Regions from separate parts of the Zea mays genome. Here region 1 is linked to region 2. The links are chromatin contacts, called in public Hi-C maps. All regions are on one chromosome and are shown on one strand. Each heading gives the region's core, a stretch centred on a gene start, on an enhancer-like site or on the middle of the called end of the contact. The rest is flanking DNA. Distances are from core to core; before and after follow the strand shown.

Region 1 (5,574 bases), core at 2,030-4,529, 280 kb after region 2:
ACCAACTTTTGTTGCTTCTGTTCTAAGGTGGTACCGAAGGAAGAACACTAGGAGTAAAGCTGCTGGAGGAAAGGATCCTCCATAGAAACTTTTGTTTAAAACTTATTGGGAGGGGTTTTTGCCTCCGTTGGTGTGTAATAATAATACTATGCACTCGTAGGTTATATTCTGGTCTGTAAATATTCAACTCTATCTTACTTTTAAATAAAGATAAGTTAATGTAATTGCTTCCGCATTCTCGTAACTCCGATGCTTGTAATGTCTGCGTGATCGGTGAAACGGTCTTGGGAAAGGTAAGAAAAGCATATACCGAACTTGTCAAGTGATTCAGGGGCACCTACAGGGTTGTCTGAGGTCCGTTGGACAAGGACAACTGTAGGTGGGCCTAATGACTTGGGAGGTTCCGTCACACTATGTGCTCTTGGATTATGTCTCTTGTGCCAATGAAAGCACAGACATTGCTGAAAGCCTTTTGACACGCTTCGGCATCATTTTCAAATGCTACCCTCGGCCTTCGAAGGCCGAAGCGAGACCAGATGGGACGTTGGATAATCTCCTTAATGCCCTTCCTCTCAATCAGATCATTCTTGACATAAAACCATTCCTCCATCCAGGCCCTAGGCCATCTTTTTCGAAATGTTAAAACCGGGTAGCTTGCATTGGGATGAGCAATAAATCCATAACAACCGAAGTTGTTGTGATACTGTTCTTTTCCAGTAGCCTTCGTCTCGTACAATAGCTCGTGCATATTGCAGAAGCACTTTGCGCTCGGTTCCAGCCCTTGGCTTCTTACAACCCAAACAACACATCCCCATTCTAATTATAACTTCGGGAGTAATTTGATGAAGAAAGATCTGGAATATCTTCAACACTTCAACCACAAATTTGCTCAATGGGAACCGAAGGCCTGCCTTCATAAAGCTTCGGTAAACAACAACTTCATTTTCTTCAGGAGCAGGGGCGGTGCTGTCTCCTCCAACCTTCACAATAGACATATCACGAAAGTACCTTCCCCTCATGGCGTCAACCTGACTTTGTTTAATGGTCGACTTTCCGAAGATAGTATGGCTTGGCCGCCAGTGTCGATCTTCAGAATCTTCACTCCACTTTCCACATAAAAATCATTACTGTCATCAGAATCTTCAGATAAATCCGCCATTATCTTCTTGGTAATCTTCTCTGTATTTGTTTTTGTCATAGATTCATAAAACCCAGCAATAAAAGGGTCCACAACCTTCTTCTCCTCGGCCACCTTCGTCACCTCAGACATCTTCTTCTCCTCAGACATTTCTTCAAAACTCCAATATATCACAAAGATTGAAAATCAAGAAAGAGTTGATGGCAAGAGAATTAAAAATTTGAGAAAATAACACGAGGAACAGAAATGGCGTAACAAATGCTGTTGTTGTGGGTTTCTATTTATACACCTAGCGCATTGCAACTTGACGGGCCCCATTTGTCCTTGACTTTCGCTATTCTAGCGAAGGGAAGGTGTTTTTTCGGACCTTCGGCTTAAGGCCTTCGTTCATGTCGCAGTCTGAAATTGTTGTTACAAGAACAAATTAATATTGCGAGGGCTACTGTTGGGGGCCTTCATCTTCTGAAGGTCCTCAAAAACACGACTAACATTCTTTCCAAGTATAATATACTGTCACAGGAACCTTCGGCTTTGAGATGAAGGTGTGCACGACATGAAAGGAGCGATCCAGGAGAAGGATGAATCAATTTCGAAGCTACGGATGAAGAAGCTTCGGCTTAGCGCAAGGGCGGTGATGGAGAATGGAACCGACCTAAAGGAGAATATACTGCCAAGTCCTCGAATGATTACTCCTTAGTCAGTAGTAAGTGTCAAGGACATGGATGTAATTTTACCCAGGCTGCGTCCTGTGCCTATAAATAGATGAACAATAACACCGTACTGTTCACTCTGACTTGTAATCACTTGCACGTCGTTCTTGGATTCTCACCTCCTGTTAAGCCGAAGGTACAAATGTAATTAATATCATCAATGCTTGTTCATGATTATATAATGAGAACACAAATAATCTGATGGTTTAATGTGATTAACATGTTCTTTTCTATGTTTCATATGTTTCTGCTTTCATTATTACATACTGAAATTATGAAGGTATGTCCTTCATAACCTTCGTCTGAAGATCATTATATCCGCAGGGAGATAATGCTTCGAAAGACGAAGGTCTTTAACCATTAACATTTGTGTTGCCTTGTTCTTAACTCAGCATTTGAGAACAAGTCCCCAACAAAAATAATTTGCCACAAGTCTTCAGGGTGATGACCAGCCTCCAAGAAATTACTCCAGTAGACGATTGATCCATCGATAACGTGATCTACACATAAAGTAAAGATGCATGCTATGATCATGATGCGATGATGAAATGAACACATAGTGGATAAAGGATCTAAAATAATAACATTTGCGTGCAGCTCTCCGACACAGCACACTTTTACCCTGAATCTTTAATAAAACTCTAGCTACTCCTCTAACGAGAGGAGTCGAACCCGAGACAAAATAAAACACACGCCATGGGTCAACTTATTGAATTGTGGTCCATGGACTTCAGACAAACCCAAAATCAGAGCAACAAATTAATTACTTTAAAACTTCTATTTAGTTACTTATTTCATTAGAGGTAAGTGTATTTTTAATTAAGTGGTAATTTATAGATTAACTGAACACGCTTCCAATCTATTCAAATTATTCTGTGAGCTAATTTGCCTACGCAATCCAAGGCCAAGCTGAGATTCGTGAAAATGGCGACAAACCCGACTCATGTACTACGCCAAACACCTAACTTATGACGCACGAAACTACATTACTAACAGATTTTTCTCCTGCATCCACACATACAAACAAACAAACAACTATACCTTCTCTACCACACGACTAGCGGATGGAGTGAAAGGAACATGCGAATCTGCACGGAGGAAAACACGCCGAGCACGATGGCCAGTTGGGCGTGAGAATCGGTGGGGTAGACGATGAGGACGAAGATAGTGAACGATGACAACGAAGCGAGGCGAGCAGGGAGTTGACGGCGTGCAAGCTTGGGACTCCACCAAACTCGAGGACGGGTCTGACAACTTGGCGAGACGTTGGCGAGGCAAGGTTTGTCGAGCGCTTCGATGAGGAGCACGCGTGCAGGTCCTTGTGATGTTTGGGGTCAGGGTCAGAGAAGCGCGGCGCTGTTGGGAACAGTGGTCGATGGCTCGGGGCTGAACACAGTCGCAAAGCGGCCCAGCGAGGTTGCTGTAGGCGAAAGGAAACGGATGGAGCACCCACAGGGATCCCTGCAGGCGCCGGACGGCTTGCCCGCACAAGGGAGAAACATCCAGGTAAGGGCGTTGACGAAGGATTTCCCAGGGAGCCGAGCTTCATCAGATGAATATAGGAGGCGACCATGGTACCAGGAACCGTGTCGAGTGGATTCTGGAAACAGGAAAGAGTAACGTGAGAGGATAAGAGAGGGAGATATGGGCGGTGGGGAAGATTTTCTAGTGATGATCGTATTCTGGATAAGGGCGATGAGGATGGTTGAGGATTTTTTTTCAAGTTAGCTGTACATCACAGGAATAAGGATGAGGATGTACGGGGTTTTTCTAGGGAGAGGAGACGTACATGGCATGGATGGCTGAGCGATGGGATAAGAGAGAAATTTGTTTTTTTAATATATATAACCTCCTTGTCGATATACATTTTAATGCAATAAACACTCCAAGGTTTGATTTTCAGATTATGACACATCTAGACTAAAATTCATACTACAACAAATTAAATAATTATTATTTGACTCAATTTCGGATTCAATTTTTTATCAACAGATACATGTTGATCCGAACTAGTGCGACACAAGCCGCAAGACCTAATTTTGATTCTTAAAATTATTGTTACCCCATGTTGGTAATTTATTTAGTGACTAGCCCCTTGCTACTCGCCCAAATGACCTATCTGGTAACAAAACAAACTTTTTGTACCAAGAAATAAAAATAGAGCTTTCTCCAGTTTTATTTTACCTGAGAACATAAAATAAAATTTCGATTCTTAAATACGGCTTTTATCAAATTGACACACATTTTCATCACAAACCATGCATAAGCATTACAAGTTATATTATTTTAAAGTGAATGCAACACATGATTAACCTTTTTAGAATAATCACATGGGATGCTGATGCTCAAGATGATGTCATGCTTAAATTTTAGTGGCGCTTAACACCTAGGTTGTTATAGCACAACCCCCCTAAAAAGAAATCTTGCCCCGAGATTTAAGAACAACTAAAGGCTTAGGTTAGGAGGAGAAGAAGAAGATAGTATTCACAACCACTTCGAAATTCTTTACACACCAACCGGATGATGTACCAAGTTGCACTTGCTGGCTAGCGATTACATTACAATACTGTAAGTTTTTTAAACCAAAGCAAGAAAATCTGGAAAATTCTCCACAAGAAAATCTTCAGATTCCCAAGTAGCTTCGTCTTTAGAATGTTTGTTCCATTGCACCTTATAAAACTTGATTGTTCTCCTTCGAGTGATGCGATCCTTCTAATCTAATACTCGAATTGGATATTCTGAATAAGTCAGATCCGGTTCGAGATTGGCCTCTGAGACATCCATAGCTTGCTCTGGCACTCGAAGACATTTCTTCAATTGTGATACATGGCACACGTTATGAACTGCGGACATATGCTCTGGCAACTGAAGGCGATAAGCTACTGGTCCACACTGTTGAATAATTCCGAAGGGACCAATATAGCGAGGTGCGAGTTTTCCTTTGACGCCAAAGCGATTAACACCTTTCATTAGTGATACCTTTAGATAGATATAATCACCAACCTTGAACACCAAGGGTCGATGCTTTCGGTTAGCATAACTCTTATGACGAGACTGTGCTATCTTCAGGTTGCGTTGGATAAGTTGAACCTTTTCCTCAGCTTCATTTACCAGGTCGGGTCGAAAGAAACATCTTTCTCCAGGTCCAGACCAGTTTAAAGGAGTCCTGCATCTTCTACCATACAGAGCTTCAAAGGGTAACATCTTGATACTCTCTTGATGATTGTTATTATAAAAAAATTTGGCAAGAGGGAGACATTCATCCCATTTTTCTGAAAAGACCAGAACACATGCCCTCAACATGTCTTCCAGTATCTGATCTTTCTGTTTGCCCACTCGTTTGAGATGATAGGTTCAACTGTGAATCAGTTTAGTGCCCAATGACTTATGCAACTCCTCCCAAAACTTGGAGACAAACTGTGGACCTCTATCTGACACAATTGTCTTAGGTACTCCATGCAGACTTACGACACGGGCGATGTACAGTTGAGCACAAGTGAGAACAGGACAATTGCTCTTGGCGGGGATGAAATGGGCTGACTTGGTAAGAAGATCCACGATGACCCAAATAGAATCATACCCACTCGATGTCTTGGGCAAACCGACGATGAAGTCCATACTGATGTCTTCCCACTTCCAAGCTGGAATAGGCAATGGTTGTAGTCGTCCGGCAGATTTTAAGTGCACAACCTTCACCCTTTGACAAATATCGCACTTGGCGACATA
Region 2 (4,914 bases), core at 1,704-4,203:
CGGACAGTCCGCATGTGTTAAAGCCAGATGAGCAGAGCTCGGGTTATTAAAGTGACATGTCACGGACTGTCCGACCAGGGTCGACACACCATCCAGCCCTAGGGCGTGGATCATCTGCAAGTGTGCAGGAAGGGGGCAGCTTGCTCATAACGGCTAGTATTGAGTGGATAGGTATAAATATAAGTGGTTCTCATGTATGAGAGCTCTCCTGGCCATTCCCAGCATACATTGAGAATATTTGAGGTCTTCCAACACTCTCACTCACCACATTGCTTGAGATTGCATTCTAGCGAGTGATTGAGTGAATCTAGTGATTGTCATCGGCTTGTTACTCTTGGAGGTTGACGCCTCCTAGATGGCTTGGTGGTGACTCCATCAAGCTCTTCATGAAGAATGTGAAGGAGCCACGAAGGAGATTGTGAGGGTTCACGCCTACCTCGCCAGAGCGGCAAAGGCGACGCTAGTGGAACCGAGGTATTCAGTGTTTCCTTGTCCGCTTGGCTTAAAGATCAAGCCGTGTCTTAATAGAGAAGCATGTGAGAGCTTGGAATACACCTCAATGTGGATTAGTGGTGATCGACAAATCACTGAGACCACAGGAAAAATTCGGTGTCTCTCTATTATTCATTACTTGTTCTCTTGCAATAGCTTATGATTAGTGAATCAATGTCCTTCCTAGATTGCATACATATCTTAGCTCAACATAAGCTAGAGAATTTATATATCTTGTCGTACTAATTAAATTTCTCTATTGTTTATATTTTTTGTCAAAACCGTCTATTCACCCCTCTAGCCGGTGTCCTAGATCTTACACTAGAGCTCAAGCTATCGATGTTTAGCACCAGCAACACACTATGAGATGTATCACGTAGTGATTTTGTGGTTGGCGAGATCGACGATTAGCTCAATGGTTCATGTAAAGCATAACAGAACACAAGGATCTATACAGGTTCATGCCACAGAGATGCGTAAAATCCTACGTCATGTGTGATGATGAGATAGAATTACTCCTGATTTCGAGGTTACAGAATACCTAAGAACTATGCTCTAGCTATGCCTATCTGAGGATCCAATCATTTTGTAGGGATCCATAACCCGCATTATATATCTCGACGAGGTTAGGGTTACATGGGACCAAACATATTACTATTGATACGTCTATATCTGTGGCACCGACTCTGACTAGCATGCAAACATGTGATTCTGTTGACTTATCTTCTCTGCCTGTGCGGAAGTTAGTTACAAAATAGTCACACCATTGTCTTTGAGCTCCGCATTGTTATCCTCTAGTTTGAACTTACTGGTTAGTCTACAAGGCCTGCTCATCTGACCTGTTGAGGTCATTTGGAGGCCTGTAAACTGAATCTGGCCCATGGATACCTAGGGGATATCTATCCCCACAACCCCGTGTTGAGTGTAGTATCCATTCTAGCGTCGTCGTGTCACCCCTATCGCCCTCACACATCCACTCTGCCAGCACACTCTTCGCGACCTCATTTTTCCGGAGACAAGGTCTAGCCACAGGAATGTTGGATCCAATAGAATGATAGATATAAACCAGAGAATCGCCATCCCGCCACCGACACAATAACCAGCCACACTAACAATGACGACTCAAGGCAAGGTTATAGAACCAACCAAGTGAACGATGGTTTAACACGAAGGGATGATGGATCTAACCATCGGAACGCTGAAACATGTGTAGTAATGCTGGCGAAGACGCTGGGACAACGACGCTCCTTCGAAGCGTGTGTGCCTCCCCTTAGATTATTTCATCCAACATTGATGGAACATTTTATTCATCATTCTTCTATTTATTATTAGCTTATAAGGAACAAGTTAACAAAATACTAGTTTGTTTGGTTTTCTACTTAAGGCGCCACAATCTGCCTAAGCTTAGTCGTTCGAATTGAAGAACTAAGCTTAGGCAGAAAAGTTAGGCATGTTGTGGTGCCTTATGCAGCAAACCAAACAACCCCTAGATGCTTCTATTACTACTGGATCTATTTCACAGGCAGTGGCGAAAAAAGAGGTAACTACACCCTGCCCGCACATGCCTCCACCGTCGGATCTGGAGGTTAAAGATCTCGGGACTCTTAGGATTGGGGTTTTTTACGTGCCTTCCTACAAAGAAGAGAGGTGAAACCGTGAAAGCCTGCAATGCATTCTCCGGCCAAAATGCTGATCAAAAACAGGCAAAGAGAGTTTTGCAAGTCACTCATAAATAGGGATGGCAACGGGAAGCTTCCCATCCTTGTCCCTGCTACAAGAAATTTCCCCGCAGTGATCCCAACAAACGCTTGCGGGGGACATTTATTTTCCATCCCCATTCCTCGCAGGGATAAATCTCCGACGGGAATCTTTGTTCTAGCTTAAATTATAATTAGGACATACTTCCTTTGTCATTAATGTACAACATTGTCACTTATATGTTATCAAATGTAAAAAATCATTATATGTACATCAAAATGAAAACATTTGCATAATGAATGATCTCGTGACAAAATGATTACTTATTTTTTTCATTAATTATTACATGAAATATATCGTCACGTGAAAGTTTAACGAGCTCTCACAGAAACAGGGATAAAAAATGCTTCCTTGTACCATTTACTCGTCGGAGAAGATTTTTTTCTCGTTTACATAAGTGTGGGGAAAGGAACTTATCCCGCGGTAAGGAGTCAGGATTAGATACTCTTTGAGATCTTACTCGTAAAGCGCTTTCCAGCTTGTCAAATAAAATTACTTCTCCAAATCCGGTGGAACGGCTAGGGGCCGGGTGGCTTCCCTTGTTGGTTGGTGCCGATGCCGCAGCTACGTGACGTAACGTCAGGTAAGGCAGTCCGGGCCGGCGTGACGCGCTCTGAGTCTGGAGTTGCAGGAGTCAACCAACAGTACTAGAGTTGTCGCGCTCGCCGCGTCACGAACGACACACGTCGGTGTGGCCGTGTGGCCAGACGGGCGTTCCAGGAGCGTCGTGTCGGTGCGATCTGCGTCTGATTGGCGTGGGCGCCGGACCCAGAGGAGCGCGTGACGAGGATCCGAGTCACCCACCGTCCGGCTTGGCGGCACGTGCTGCCTCGGTTCCTGACACTGCTCGGTGTTCGGGTGGTAGAAGAGACGAGCAGGCGCGGCGACCAATGGTTAGGTGAGGTTTGCGTCCAAAGCAGGCACGCATTCTGGGCGGATCCATCGCGTTTGCTCGCCGCGTCCGATTGGAAGCTGCTATGTTCCTACTGCCATGGCTTTGTCGGCAGTTGGGCACACGACACTAACCGCAAAACTAGGAAACCCTCGAAACAGGAGTTGTTTAGAGCACGTGCAATATACGATGGTTAAACATGATTTAACAATATTGTTGCTATAAACACCATACTCATCCATACCAATACAACAAGGTCCTGTTTGTTCTATCCGAGCTAAAAATTAGCTAATAGTAGAGTGTTTAGTTCCCTAGATAATAGACTAGCTAGTTCCCTAGATAATAGACTAGCTAGTGTACCTTTTCTATTTGGGCTACCACTAAAAAATTATACCGCATGTAAACATGTTATCCTAAACGGTAAACAGTCGGTCATCCTTTGATTAACGTTTCATCGGATTACACAGACGTTGAAACGAACTAAAAAACGGATTATACTTGATTAAACGGATTAAACGGCATAAACAGATTATACTGAGTAACATTTAAATGGCGTTTAAACGGTCTAAACGGCCATTTAGGATAACAATATATAGGTTATAGGTCAATCACCTAGTATTAATTGTCATTAGCTGATGTCTAAATTATAATATAATAATGAAATTCATGCTGCAGACTTTATATAGTCCATTTGTTGCATAATTTTCTATGGCCAACATGGCACGGTGTCGCAGATGCATTGTTTCATCCTTGTTTGATTGGGCTTGGACAAACAAGCTTGAAACACAGATTCTAATTACAATATTTGACTCATGTCTTGTCTTTCTTGATCGGAGTTGGAATTAATTCACCTTTTGAATTAACTGCTTACTTAACTTTGTGGCATGTTGTCGGCATAAGCACAAGGATCACCAGCACTTATTTGCATCGGTTAGGCAATGATCAATCATGACATGATGATGATGTCTGCTGCAGCTTACCAGGGATTAAATCTGTTTGGTATTTCTTGGATTATGTCCATTTTTATGACAAAGCTAAAGTTTAGCTCATGTCACATTGAATATTTGAATGAAAATTACGAGTATTAAATATAGTCTGACAGATTAAAACTAAAAGATGTGACAAATTTGTTAAACTTAATTATTTTATACTCCTAATTGATATTCAAATGTTTGATGTGATACGAACTAAACTTTAGTCAGGAGAACTAAACACCCCCGAAAATTTATAGGACTTTGCTAGACATGGCTTACTTCAGTACAACCTTTTGTGCTTGACCACCAGAGCATCGGCATAATTCGGTACAACAGTTGTATCCATGATGTACATGTTTTCATTTGATGGGAAAAATTCTAGGCCTACATAAGCGCGTCTACAAGCAAAAGGTGCACGAGTGTACACCAAAAGTAAGGAGCTTAATATCAAGCGTCCTAAATTTATTATCGAACTGATGTGTGATTTAGGATATCTGGAAATTATTTACCAGGTTAATTATGTCATAGATTAAGGTATATGCATTTGTGTTGAAGTTGTTTGTCAAAGCAAAAGTGGCATTATGATAATGTTGTCTTTGCGGTGTGCCGGTGTCGTTCTGTCCGTTGGATCCCATTGTCTTTTTTATGTGTAATGTTTTATATCCAATAGTTTTTTGTTCTTTCACAGTATTAGGGTTAGTTTGATAACCTCATTTTCCTAAGGGATTTATATTTCTCAAGGGAAATTAGTTTATTTTCCCTTGGGAAAATAGAAATCCCTTGAGAAAATGGAGTTCC

Evidence for each region. A called contact is a pair of places that touch in the nucleus more often than the background predicts.
Region 1: a contact with region 2 is called in a Hi-C map of leaf, with 2.7 times the contacts expected there. The contact joins two enhancer-like sites. A contact is called at or near these places in 10 of 25 Hi-C or Micro-C datasets (bundle sheath, ear, endosperm and 3 more).

What each region holds. Positions count from the first base shown.
Region 1 is chr4:113,016,897-113,022,470 of Zm-B73-REFERENCE-NAM-5.0, forward strand. No RefSeq gene overlaps it. Among protein-coding and RNA genes, the nearest start is that of LOC100216896, 190 kb to the right of the region's middle. Within about 2 kb of position 3,280, at least 8 of the 20 cell types and tissues checked have an H3K27ac peak or open chromatin away from gene starts, as enhancers often do. A contact at or near this core is called in bundle sheath, leaf and leaf mesophyll, where this site is marked.
Region 2 is chr4:112,739,303-112,744,216 of Zm-B73-REFERENCE-NAM-5.0, forward strand. No RefSeq gene overlaps it. Among protein-coding and RNA genes, the nearest start is that of TRNAC-GCA, 180 kb to the left of the region's middle. Within about 2 kb of position 2,954, at least 19 of the 20 cell types and tissues checked have an H3K27ac peak or open chromatin away from gene starts, as enhancers often do. A contact at or near this core is called in bundle sheath, leaf and leaf mesophyll, where this site is marked.